3 separate regions of the Gossypium hirsutum genome follow, and regions 2 and 3 are each linked to region 1. Evidence: chromatin contacts called from public Hi-C data. All regions are on one chromosome and are shown on one strand. The core of a region is the stretch at or near the end of the contact, and the rest is flanking DNA. Distances in the headings are between cores, read along the strand shown.

Evidence for each region. Hi-C and Micro-C count contacts between places; a contact is called where the count stands out from the background.
Region 2: a Hi-C map of fibers shows a contact between it and region 1, with 5 times the contacts expected there. The contact joins the promoter of LOC107961996 here to the promoter of LOC107961992 in region 1. A contact is called at or near these places in 15 of 34 Hi-C or Micro-C datasets (anther, fibers, hypocotyl and 2 more).
Region 3: a Hi-C map of leaf shows a contact between it and region 1, with 4 times the contacts expected there. The contact joins the promoter of LOC107961998 here to the promoter of LOC107961992 in region 1. A contact is called at or near these places in 3 of 34 Hi-C or Micro-C datasets (all in leaf).

Annotation. Positions count from the first base shown.
Region 1 is chrA06:116,565,890-116,569,297 of Gossypium_hirsutum_v2.1, reverse strand. LOC107961992 (ATP synthase gamma chain, chloroplastic) reads right to left here and starts at 1,637. Exons shown (of 1, transcript XM_016898195.2): 1 at 1-1,637. The coding sequence starts at 1,252. The coding sequence ends at 122. It overlaps LOC107961991 (pentatricopeptide repeat-containing protein At1g11710, mitochondrial), which reads right to left. Exons shown (of 3, transcript XM_041115963.1): 3 at 1,753-3,408. The coding sequence ends at 2,457.
Region 2 is chrA06:116,718,856-116,722,247 of Gossypium_hirsutum_v2.1, reverse strand. LOC107961996 (lactoylglutathione lyase GLX1) reads left to right here and starts at 2,100. Exons shown (of 9, transcript XM_016898200.2): 1 at 2,100-2,355; 2 at 2,544-2,678; 3 at 2,770-2,894; 4 at 3,137-3,201; 5 at 3,282-3,392. The coding sequence starts at 2,563.
Region 3 is chrA06:116,813,767-116,817,343 of Gossypium_hirsutum_v2.1, reverse strand. LOC107961998 (L-ascorbate oxidase homolog) reads right to left here and starts at 1,947. Exons shown (of 8, transcript XM_016898202.2): 1 at 1,566-1,947; 2 at 1,351-1,460; 3 at 1-114. The coding sequence starts at 1,703.

The DNA.
Region 1 (3,408 bases), core at 388-2,887:
TCAGCATGGCTGTTCTTAAACAAGTATATAGGAATGAATAAGGAAACTACTCATAATTTAATAATTTCTTTGTAATACCTACAAGGGAACATAATTGACGGTGAAACAGGTTTCAAGTTCATTAAGCCAAAGCATTGGCACCAGCAACAATCTCCAATATCTCTCCGGTGATTTTCGCTTGACGCTGCCGGTTGTAGACAATAGACAAGGTCTTTTTCAGTTCCTGGGCATTATCAGTAGCATTGCTCATGGCACTCATCCTAGCTGCAAGCTCACTGGCTAGTGATTCCTGCAAAGCCCTCAGAACCTGGCTGTTGAGATAAAGAGGCAACAAAGCATCAAGAATCTGAACTGGGTCCTGCTCAAACTGCAAAATGGGAGAGAAATCAGCTGTCTCAGTCCTCATAACTTCTCTCTCCACCGTCAGTTTCCCTTCCCTGGTTGTCAATCTGAAGAACTCATCCTCAGCAGCATCAACACAAACACCATTTACATCACAGATTTCACCCTTTGGTGAAAGTGGAAGCAAAGTATGAATCACAGGATCAGACTTAACCAAGGATACGAATTTGGTGTACAAAAGCTCCACTTTATCGACTTCTTCACTAACAAAGAGTGAAAAAACATCATCAGCAATTGCCTGAGCTTCTTTAGCTGTAGGGAGTGAGCTACCATCTAGGAATCTGTCCACTGGGATGTAAGGCCTGCGGATGAAATATGAATTACCCTTTTTCCCCACACTGATTATTGTATAATCAAGTCCAAGCTGCTTCAATTCTGCAATTCTAGCTTCAGCTTTCTTGAGGATAGCATTGTTGAAACCTCCACAGAGACCACGATCACCAGTAACAACAACCAAAGCAACTTTTTTGACAGGCCTGACGTTTGTGAGAGGAGCATCTATGTCTTCAGTCTGGAGCTGTTCATTGATGTTGTAAAGAACTTCAACCAGGGACTCAGAGAAAGGTCTGCCATTGACAACAGCTTCTTGTGCTCTCCTAACTTTAGCAGCAGCCACAAGTTTCATAGCTTCAGTGATCTTCTGCGTGTTCTTTACTGAATCAATACGGTCTCTAAGCTCACGAAGACCACAGTGAACTGGGGTTACAGATGAGGACCTGGAAGGGTTACCGGGGGTTGAGCTCTGAGACGGGAGCTGAAAAGGGCTGATGAAAGAACGGAAAGAGAGTGAAGAAGTGTCAGAAAGAGAGGGTTTTGAGGACACCCACATTGTCAGATTTGAGCAAGACATGGTGACAATGGATCCCGGATCTCTACAAAGGATTGCAAGAGAAATTTACTCTAAAGAGAGCAAGAGAAAGAGCTTTTTCCTACAATGGCTTGTTTTTGTATTTTGATTTTTATCAAGTCTTATCCTTTTGTGTGTTGGAGAGTTGTTTCTGGTATGGAGGAAATCAGAGGGAATGTGTGGAAGTGAGAGGGAGGGAATGGATGAGGTTTTGGGATAAGGATTTTGAAAATTTGGTCCATTGATTTTTCACCATTACATCTTGATGGGGCCTTTTTGAAGTGGCAACCTCTGAATGGTTGTTTCTTGGATCTTAACTTGATAGGTTCCCTATTCTGAAAGGTATATGCTACTCCATGAATTTTGATACTTTTCAACCATACTTACAATATTTACTTGTGTTAATTTCCAGAAAATATGTGTGGAAAAGGTTATGTACCTGATAAGAAAAGCCATAGACTTTATGTTGCAAAAAAACTGATTTTCTGTAAAAATGGTTGGAGAACAGATCAAAAGAGCTTTATGATTTGAATGTCTATCATATTTCCATACAAAATAATCAAAAGATTACATTTCAGAAAACAAATGCGTTGCCTCAGACATATTGCTGGTGTTCTATACCCTGTAACAATAAGAAATGAGGGAAAATAAAGGAACAAAAAAGATGATGAAATTTCAAGGCCACACATTCATGGACCGATACATCATTAGTCAAAATTATGCAGAAGATCATTTCCAATTTAACAGGTCGAAACATCTTGCATCAGAACCGCAATGCTCCATCATCTTCCTAGATCAGTGTTGCAGGGGCTTTTTACTGTCAATGTCTACTCCTTTGAACCTATGAGATTTAAAGCTCTAAGTAATAAGAAAGGAAAGAACAGGCTAATTCAAGAACTTCCAGGCCCCTGAATCCATATCCTACTCATAAACAAAACAGAAACAATCATCATAACATCATCTTTTCCTAAAACTGTTTTTCAAGTAGAAAATTTCACATAATAATACATACAATGGCATAAATTAGCAACCTGTCGTGTTCGACAGCTGCATAATTCGCTACAATCCACACCATAGGCGAAATCTCTATATTTATTTGACATAAAGAAAAAGTTCTCAGTTGTTCATCATCTAATGACAATGAATAAGAAAGAAGGGGGAAAAAATCAAAGGCAACTGAACTAACATGAGTAAGAAAATATAAAAACTAAACTCTTGTCTCCTCATTTTCTTCCCCAAGGAGGGGTCTGACAATAGCTTGATATGTCTGTCGGGAAGGAACCACTCCGTTAAGCACCATGGAGTCATGCAATTCAATAACTTCATCTGCGCTACAATTCTTAGCAGAACATGTAATGAGCATCGTGTATGTTATAAAATCAGGAATCAGGCCATCTAGAACCATTCTCTTCGTTAGTTCTTTTGCTTGTTGAATGCACCCACACTTGCAAAGAAAGTTTATCAATGTATTGTAAGTTACTGTGTTTACAAACCTCCCTACCTTTCGCATCTCCATTAACAGAGAAAATGCCTCGTCCATATTACCACAGCTGCAATAACCGTTAATGAGAGTATTATATGTTACAGCATCAGGTAAACCCAGACTCTTTAATGAATCTATCATCCATCTTGCAGCATCCATTGACATATCCTTGCACAATCCATTAAGAATAGAGTTATATATCACTAAGTTGGGCTTTTTCTCCACCTTCATCTTTTCGTAGACCCAAACAGCACTTCCTAGTTTCCCTTCCTTGCAATACCCATCAATTAAAGCACCATACGTGACCAAGTCAGGAATTAAACCATGGATGAACATGCTACCCACAAGTTGCATGGCTCCTGATAAATCATTGCTTTTACAAAGGTAATTGATGAGAATATTGTGTGAGAATGTGTCTTCAATAACATTCTTTTCCATAATCTGGCAATGAAATTTAAAAGCTTGCATCATATATCCATTTCTGCAAAGCCCCTGTATAAGAGTAGAGTAGGTGAATTGATCAGGGAATACATGCTTGTCAATCATGTCCGATAATACTAAAGAAGATCCCCCAATATCACCTTCTGAGTAAAGCCAATGGAGGATTGAATTATAAACAACTGTATTAGGCATCAAGCCCCTTTCCACCATTTCATCACACAATCTTAATGCCTCC
Region 2 (3,392 bases), core at 851-3,350, 150 kb before region 1:
ACTCTAAATTTAGCTAAATTCACCTAATTAAATCCTAATTAGACACACCACTAGGCTCATAAATATTTTTAATAATTATTTTCGAACTTATTTCACTAAGATGGAGGCCCTATAACTCACTTTTCCGGTGCCCATGAATTTTGGGTCATTACAGAGATTCTCAAATATAGACAAGCATGTAAATTGTACCTAAGTCAGAAATGGTACATTGAGAAAGCTCTTCGCAGGTTCAGTATGTAGAATGCCAAGTCTTTTAGTACTCTATTAGTAGCCCACTTCAGGCTTTCATCAGTTTTGTGTCCGTAATTAGATTATGATATTGATTACATGGCATGTGTTCCATATTCTAGTGTAGTGGGATCTTTCATGTATGTTATGGTTTGCTCACGTCTAGATTTTTTATATGCAATTAGTGCAATTAGTAGATACATAGTGAATCTCTGTAAAGAACACTGAAAAGTGGTTCGCTGGATTTTTAGATACTTAAGAGGTACTGTTGATGTTTGCGTATAGTTTGGAAGAACTAGATATGGAGTTATTGAGTATGTTGATTCTGATTTTGCTGGAGATCTTAATAAAAGAATATCTCTCACCGGGTATGTCTTTATTATTGGAGGTTGCGCAATCAGTTGGAAAGCCACTTTGCAAACTACAGTTGCTTTGTCTACTACTGAAGCTGAGTACACGACAATTATCGAGGCTTGTAAAGAAACTATTTAGTTAAAAGAACTCTTTGGTGAACTCAGTAGAGACCTTCAGATCAGTATAGTGCTTTGTGATAGTCAGAGTGACGTCTTCCTTTCGAAAGATCAAATGTTTCATGAGAGAATAAAGCACATTGATGTTCGGTATCATTTTTTGCGTGATATTATTGTTCGTGGTGATATTGTTGTGAGCAAAGTTAGTACTCATGATAATCCTACAAATATGATGACTAAGTCACTTCCTATAACCAAGTTTGAGATTGCTTGGACTTGGTTAGTGTTCATTGTTGAAGAATACCTTTAAAGGGTTTTGTGAAAGATGTGGAGAACTTGTTCATTGAGAGTTTGTGATGAAGAAATTGTTCGTTGAGAATTCATGTCAATATGGAGATTGTTAGAGTTGTACAACCCAAATTCTAAGAGATTATTTGCAAGTCAAGTTAAATAAAGTATATTTTCTTTCTAGAAGATCTTGTATTTATTAGCATAATATATTTAGCATTTATTAGCATAATATATTTGACATTGATTAGAATTAGGTTTTTTTCAACCTCTAAATAGATGTAGTCGAAACTCACCTTGTATCATTCGAATTCAACACTTGTTAAAGAAATAAAATGTAGTAGCAAAATAAGGGGATCTGTGTATGGACCATGATGCACAAGTAGAATTCGTATAGAACTACACTTCTTCTATTTGACATTGATTAGAATATGATTTTTTAACCTTTAAATAGACGTAGTCGAAACTCTTGTTGTATATGTTTTTTAACCTTTAAATAGACGTAGTCGAAACTCTTGTTGTATCATTCTCTTTTAAAATTAGTGAATTTCTTCTCATTTGCCTGTGATTTTTTCCCGATAGAGTTTCCACATAAAATCTGTATGTTCTTATTTTTATGATCATTCTATTACCATTATTGACGTTAGTTTTAACAAGAAAAATTATTATTAAAAAGATCAATTTACTTTTTAATTTAATAAATAATGATTAATTTTTTAAATTTTTAAGTAAACTAGACAAAATCAAATCTAATTTTTAATATAATAATCTTCGTGATTTGCTTTCTTCTCTCTTTAGTTTATTTTGCAATCCATCAATTTGTAATAAGATATTATATTAAAAAGAACAAGCAATCATTTTTTATTTTATCAAAGTAATTGATGATTTAAAAAAATAAATTTTTTTATTTTTTAATGTATATATTAGAATGAACCCAATAATTAATTTTCACTCTTATGAAAACTCATTAAAAATTAAATATTAGCAAAAAAATTCTAAAGCTGCTCAATACTAAAAAAAATTGAGAATACTAATTTTTTTTATTCAATAGGTGGTAATGATTTGGATATCGCCACGTTTCCATATTAATATCCGTTAGTGATTTAGACTTCCGTATTAACTCCCAAAATTGTCTAGAACAACAGTTGGCGTTTTTAACAAGAAGAAAAGCACATATCTGATTGGTTGGCTGAAACTACTTAAGAGACGTGTTTGTCGGTTATATCACCACTTTGTAACTGTCATGTTACATTAGTGAAATAAAAATTAAAAAGTTTATAAATTTGTCCCAATGTTGACACTGCGTTATACAGGGCGCTTCACTCCCACTCACTCCCACTCTCACTCTATTTTTCTCTAGTAATTGCTGGTAAGTTCTTCGATCCAAATTAGGGTTTCTTTAATTTGGGTTAGGGTTTAGTTTTTTTTTGGTTTTGATCTATATTTGTAATAAGTTTTAGCTTTGATCTTTACTTTAAAATTGAAAAATGAAATGAAAATGATATTTTTATTATGTAATTTCTATTCATTTGGTTGACTTTGCGAATGATTACACAGCAATCGGATTTGTTGAAAGATGGCTGAGGGTTCAGCTGCAGTTCCCAGCACTGAGTTGTTGGAATGGCCGAAGAAAGATAAGCGTCGGTTCCTTCACGCCGTGTACCGTGTTGGCGATCTTGATCGTACCATCAAGTAACATTTGCTTTTTTTATTTCTAGTACTATTGATGTTCTTAAATTTTCACTTTCTTTTTGAAGTTTTAATGCTACAAATTTGTATCTAGGTTCTACACTGAGTGTTTTGGGATGAAATTGTTGAGGAAAAGAGATATTCCTGAAGAGAAATACTCCAATGCCTTTCTTGGGTTTGGCCCAGAGGAGTCTCATTTCGTTGTTGAGTTAACTTACAGTACGTTTATGTTTTCCTTGTATTTTTATAGCGAAATATTTACTGCAAATGGCTTTTGTTATATCTGTAATGCTTGGAGCTGGCAAATTTTTCTTTTTGTCAAACAGTTAAAATATCGATTCCTTTTATTCAATATATGTTATAGATATCTGCTACATCTATTGTGGCATACTTCGCTACTGTTAATCTAAAGTGTAAACTTCTTTGATCTCTGAGTTAAAAGCTTTTATTCTTCTCTACAGATTATGGAGTATCATCGTATGATATTGGAACTGGTTTTGGGCATTTTGCAATTGCAACACCTGATGTAAGTTTCAAACATTTGGATAGTCAAACAAAAGATTCATTGAGAATGCTGATATATATATATCCATTTTTGTATTTTAGGTCTACAAAATGGTTGAGGACATCCGTGCAAAGGGTGGCAATATTACAAGAGAGCCTGGTCCAGTTAAAGGTGGATCCTCTGTTATTGCTTTCGTGAAGGATCCTGATGGT
Region 3 (3,577 bases), core at 698-3,197, 250 kb before region 1:
CCAATCTGATCTTTCACTTGGAGAACGTAAGTGAAGTTTTTCCCCGGTCGAATTGGACAGTTTGTGCCAGAAACTCCATCCTGCCATGAGTTCCTCCTTTGCTGCACACCGTTCCTGCAGACCCAAAAAAAGGAGATGACAGTCAAATTTCACATCAATTGCGACATCCAAAAGCCGTTTCAATTTATTTCATAAACATTTAAGTACATGCATACCAAATAGATAGATAATGGATAATTGGATCAGTCACTAATAAGTACAACATAAACTATGGAAAGTACAAAATAAACATTTTGAATGATCAATAATATGCAAAGTTGCCAAGCTTTATTAAAGTGAGTTGCATAATTCACAGCTTTAATTAAAACTAGGCCTAAACCCGAGGTCTGATACCGTCCTAGTAACCATAATCAAGGACACATCTTTTATTATTCTATAGGCAAGCACATGCATTTAAATAATTTACTGCAACCAGCTCTGCCATAACTAGGCAGACATTGTTAATTATTTTTATTCATCTTTTAATATTTTAAACATGAATCTCCACAGATGTGAGATGCAGCAGATGCACTAACTGAATTATCATAATACTATTAACCCATTGAGTCAGTGAAAGAGTTATTCGTTATAAAACTTGAATTTAATAATCATTTAACCATGAAAATGAACCATATTGTTAGCGTCTTTCCAAGATAGTAGGGGCGTAACTAAGCGCGGCCCCTAAAATAAAAAAAATTTTATTTAGTCATTTTAAATCAGCAAAATTATACTTTCTCTCTTAAAAATAAAAAAATTTAGTTTAATTCTTTAAAAATTGTAAAGATATATAGGCTATTAAAATAGTTAAATTATATTTTTACTATCGTAAAAATGACAATTTAATTTCGACCCCTAAAATTTTCTTCTGATTCCGCCCCTGCAAGATAGTCTATGAGATAAGAACCAACAAATTGAGAAATATAAAGGATCAAGGATAAAAACTAGGGATATACTTACGTACCAAATTTAGAAGTAGTTTATAAGGTTTTCATTGTCATCAAATTTAGCATTAGTTGAGATCTTACTAAAAATAGTAGTCATAAATGCAAATGTCTACCGATGGAAAATTGTCTACTGTTCAAGCATTTACCTTCAGATCTAAGAAACTCAAAACTTTCCCACTAAGCTGTAGTTATCTAAACCAAAAGAGCACACATTATCTTAAAATGAAAGCTGCATTTTGAGCTAATGTTCCAAGATTTTATATGTACTTTCCTTTGTTCTTTTCTAGTTTACCTTGTCTTCCTAACCAACATTAAGTAAATGATGAATAAAAAGTAAGCATAAAAAAAGGAATGTTAGCATGATTACCAAGAGATAAGGAATGGTTCATTTAAGTAGTTATAAACACTGATAATCAAGTTGTCATTAGTAACTGCATCGATATGAGGCCCTGGAAACTGCCCATTTATTAAGATCCCCTGCAATACAGTTTTTCCACATTCCAATCCATTACTCAGACACTTGCTAAACAAGTAGCTTTTAGAAACCAAAAAGAGAAACCCAGAAAACAAGAAAGAAAGTACCTGTTGCTTAACTCCAAGAGGGTAAATATCACCGTAGGTGACTTTCCAAGTGATATAACGATAAGGGTTTTCTCCATTAACGCCGAGGAACAAAATGCAAGCAATGAAGCAACAAAGGATAAGCTTGCTGTCTCCCATTTTGTTGACTTCGTTTACTTACTTTAGGATACAAAAAGAAAAACAGGAAAAAACAGGAATTCTTGTTTTTGCAAAATGTTAGATAAAACACAGATCTATAAAAAGTTTAAGGCACCATTGTTGTATCCTTTTTAAATCTTTCTTTCCCTCAATTTATTCGGGGTTCTTAGAATTAGTATGGAGGCAAAAGCAGAGCTCTGTTTTGTATGCAAGTGAAAAAAAGCGTTTTTTTATAAGATCACATTGCATATTAGCTGTCAGTGGGTTCCAATTGAATGCAATTGAATCTAGTGAGAAGCGGTGGTCCCAGCTTAATCATGTCCCTATTTAGCATCACATGGGTCGAGTTCATATGGTGGGACCGTCAGTAGCCGCTTGATATTAGCCCTTCAGAACTGATAAAACGAGCTTGTGATATATGGAACATTGTAAGTAAAGGCTGTCAAGTCTAAGCAACAAGACAGGAATCAACCCCAATCACGTGCAAAGCTTGGACTTTGCCTAATTTCATGTGCCCATTGTCCGAACTTGGTAGCGAAGAAGACTGTTGTGTTTTGATACTGATGCCGTCTTCCATTTTCCATTGCAATGGCACCATTGACAGACTGGAAAAAAAGGGTCAAAGAAAGAACCATTATTAGATTCAAGAACTTCCATGTTTAGTTTACTTCGTGCAATACTGTGTGATGAATAAAATATATCGGCGAACAATACGGCGAGAAAAATGGTTGAAACATCCAATACCTTTCACAGGGTGACAACCTAGGAAGAAAAAGAACTATATCACGGGGTTCCATTCAACGGCCAGGTTGGTTGCTTTGAGGGTGGTTCACTATTATTGCAGTTGCAGAATGTTGATGGGTGCTATTCTTTAATCAACAAATGGCAAAGCATAAGATCCAACAATGAGACGAGGCCACTGCAGTTGAATTAGATCACCCCATAGCTTTGGTGCACCTACAGGGATTGGGGAAACCAAACAATATGTAAAAGCTCCGGGATTATACTGTCCTTTATTGAAAACGGACATAATGTCCGTGCACGTAACATCTAATCGAGAAGGGAAATGTACATTAAGGCTTAAAGGAAGTAGACAAAAGTTAATTAATGCGTCTTACAGAAAATAAACCCGGCTCCCGATCCAAAGTACAAAGTGGTAATGGAGATGGTGAGAGATGGCTTCTAAAGATATGCGGTCATGCAGACGCAGACCACGAGTGGTTTTTTTTATAGTTTAATTAGTGGGTACTAAATTAACTATAATTACGACATAGGTAAGTGTACCTATCGAACAATAGTATAATTATGGTAAGTAAGGAATATCGTATCCATGAGGACTAAAAGTATTAGTAATTACTATTTTTTTATTATTTAGCCGATAAATTGATGAAATTGTTTTTAATCTAAAATTACTAAACTAATCTAGCTAAGAATGCAATAGAGAATGAAATGAGAAAAATAATCGAAGACAACTAATAAGAAAGACAATATCCAGGAAAGAATCCACCTAGACTTCACCTATTATTCTGAATCTTAATTAAACGATTTATTTAGTTGTGTCTTGATCCGTAGAAATCCCTAAATTATGTTAATATCTCTTTTGAGAGTAAGAACAACTGACTCTAGATTAATTAATTGAAATCTCTTTCTAATTAAAACTCTTATTGTCGCATTGACTCGATCTATGGATTCCCCTATTAAATTTGACTCTAATCCGGTAGATTTATATCGTCCTATTTCTAAAATTTCATGCACCTCCACTCAATTATGCTAGATCTACTTTTAAACAGTGACTTTTGCTCCACTGAAATAAGCACATTAAACATGAATTAATATCCTAAAAATATTAAAACACGAAATAAGTATACATAATT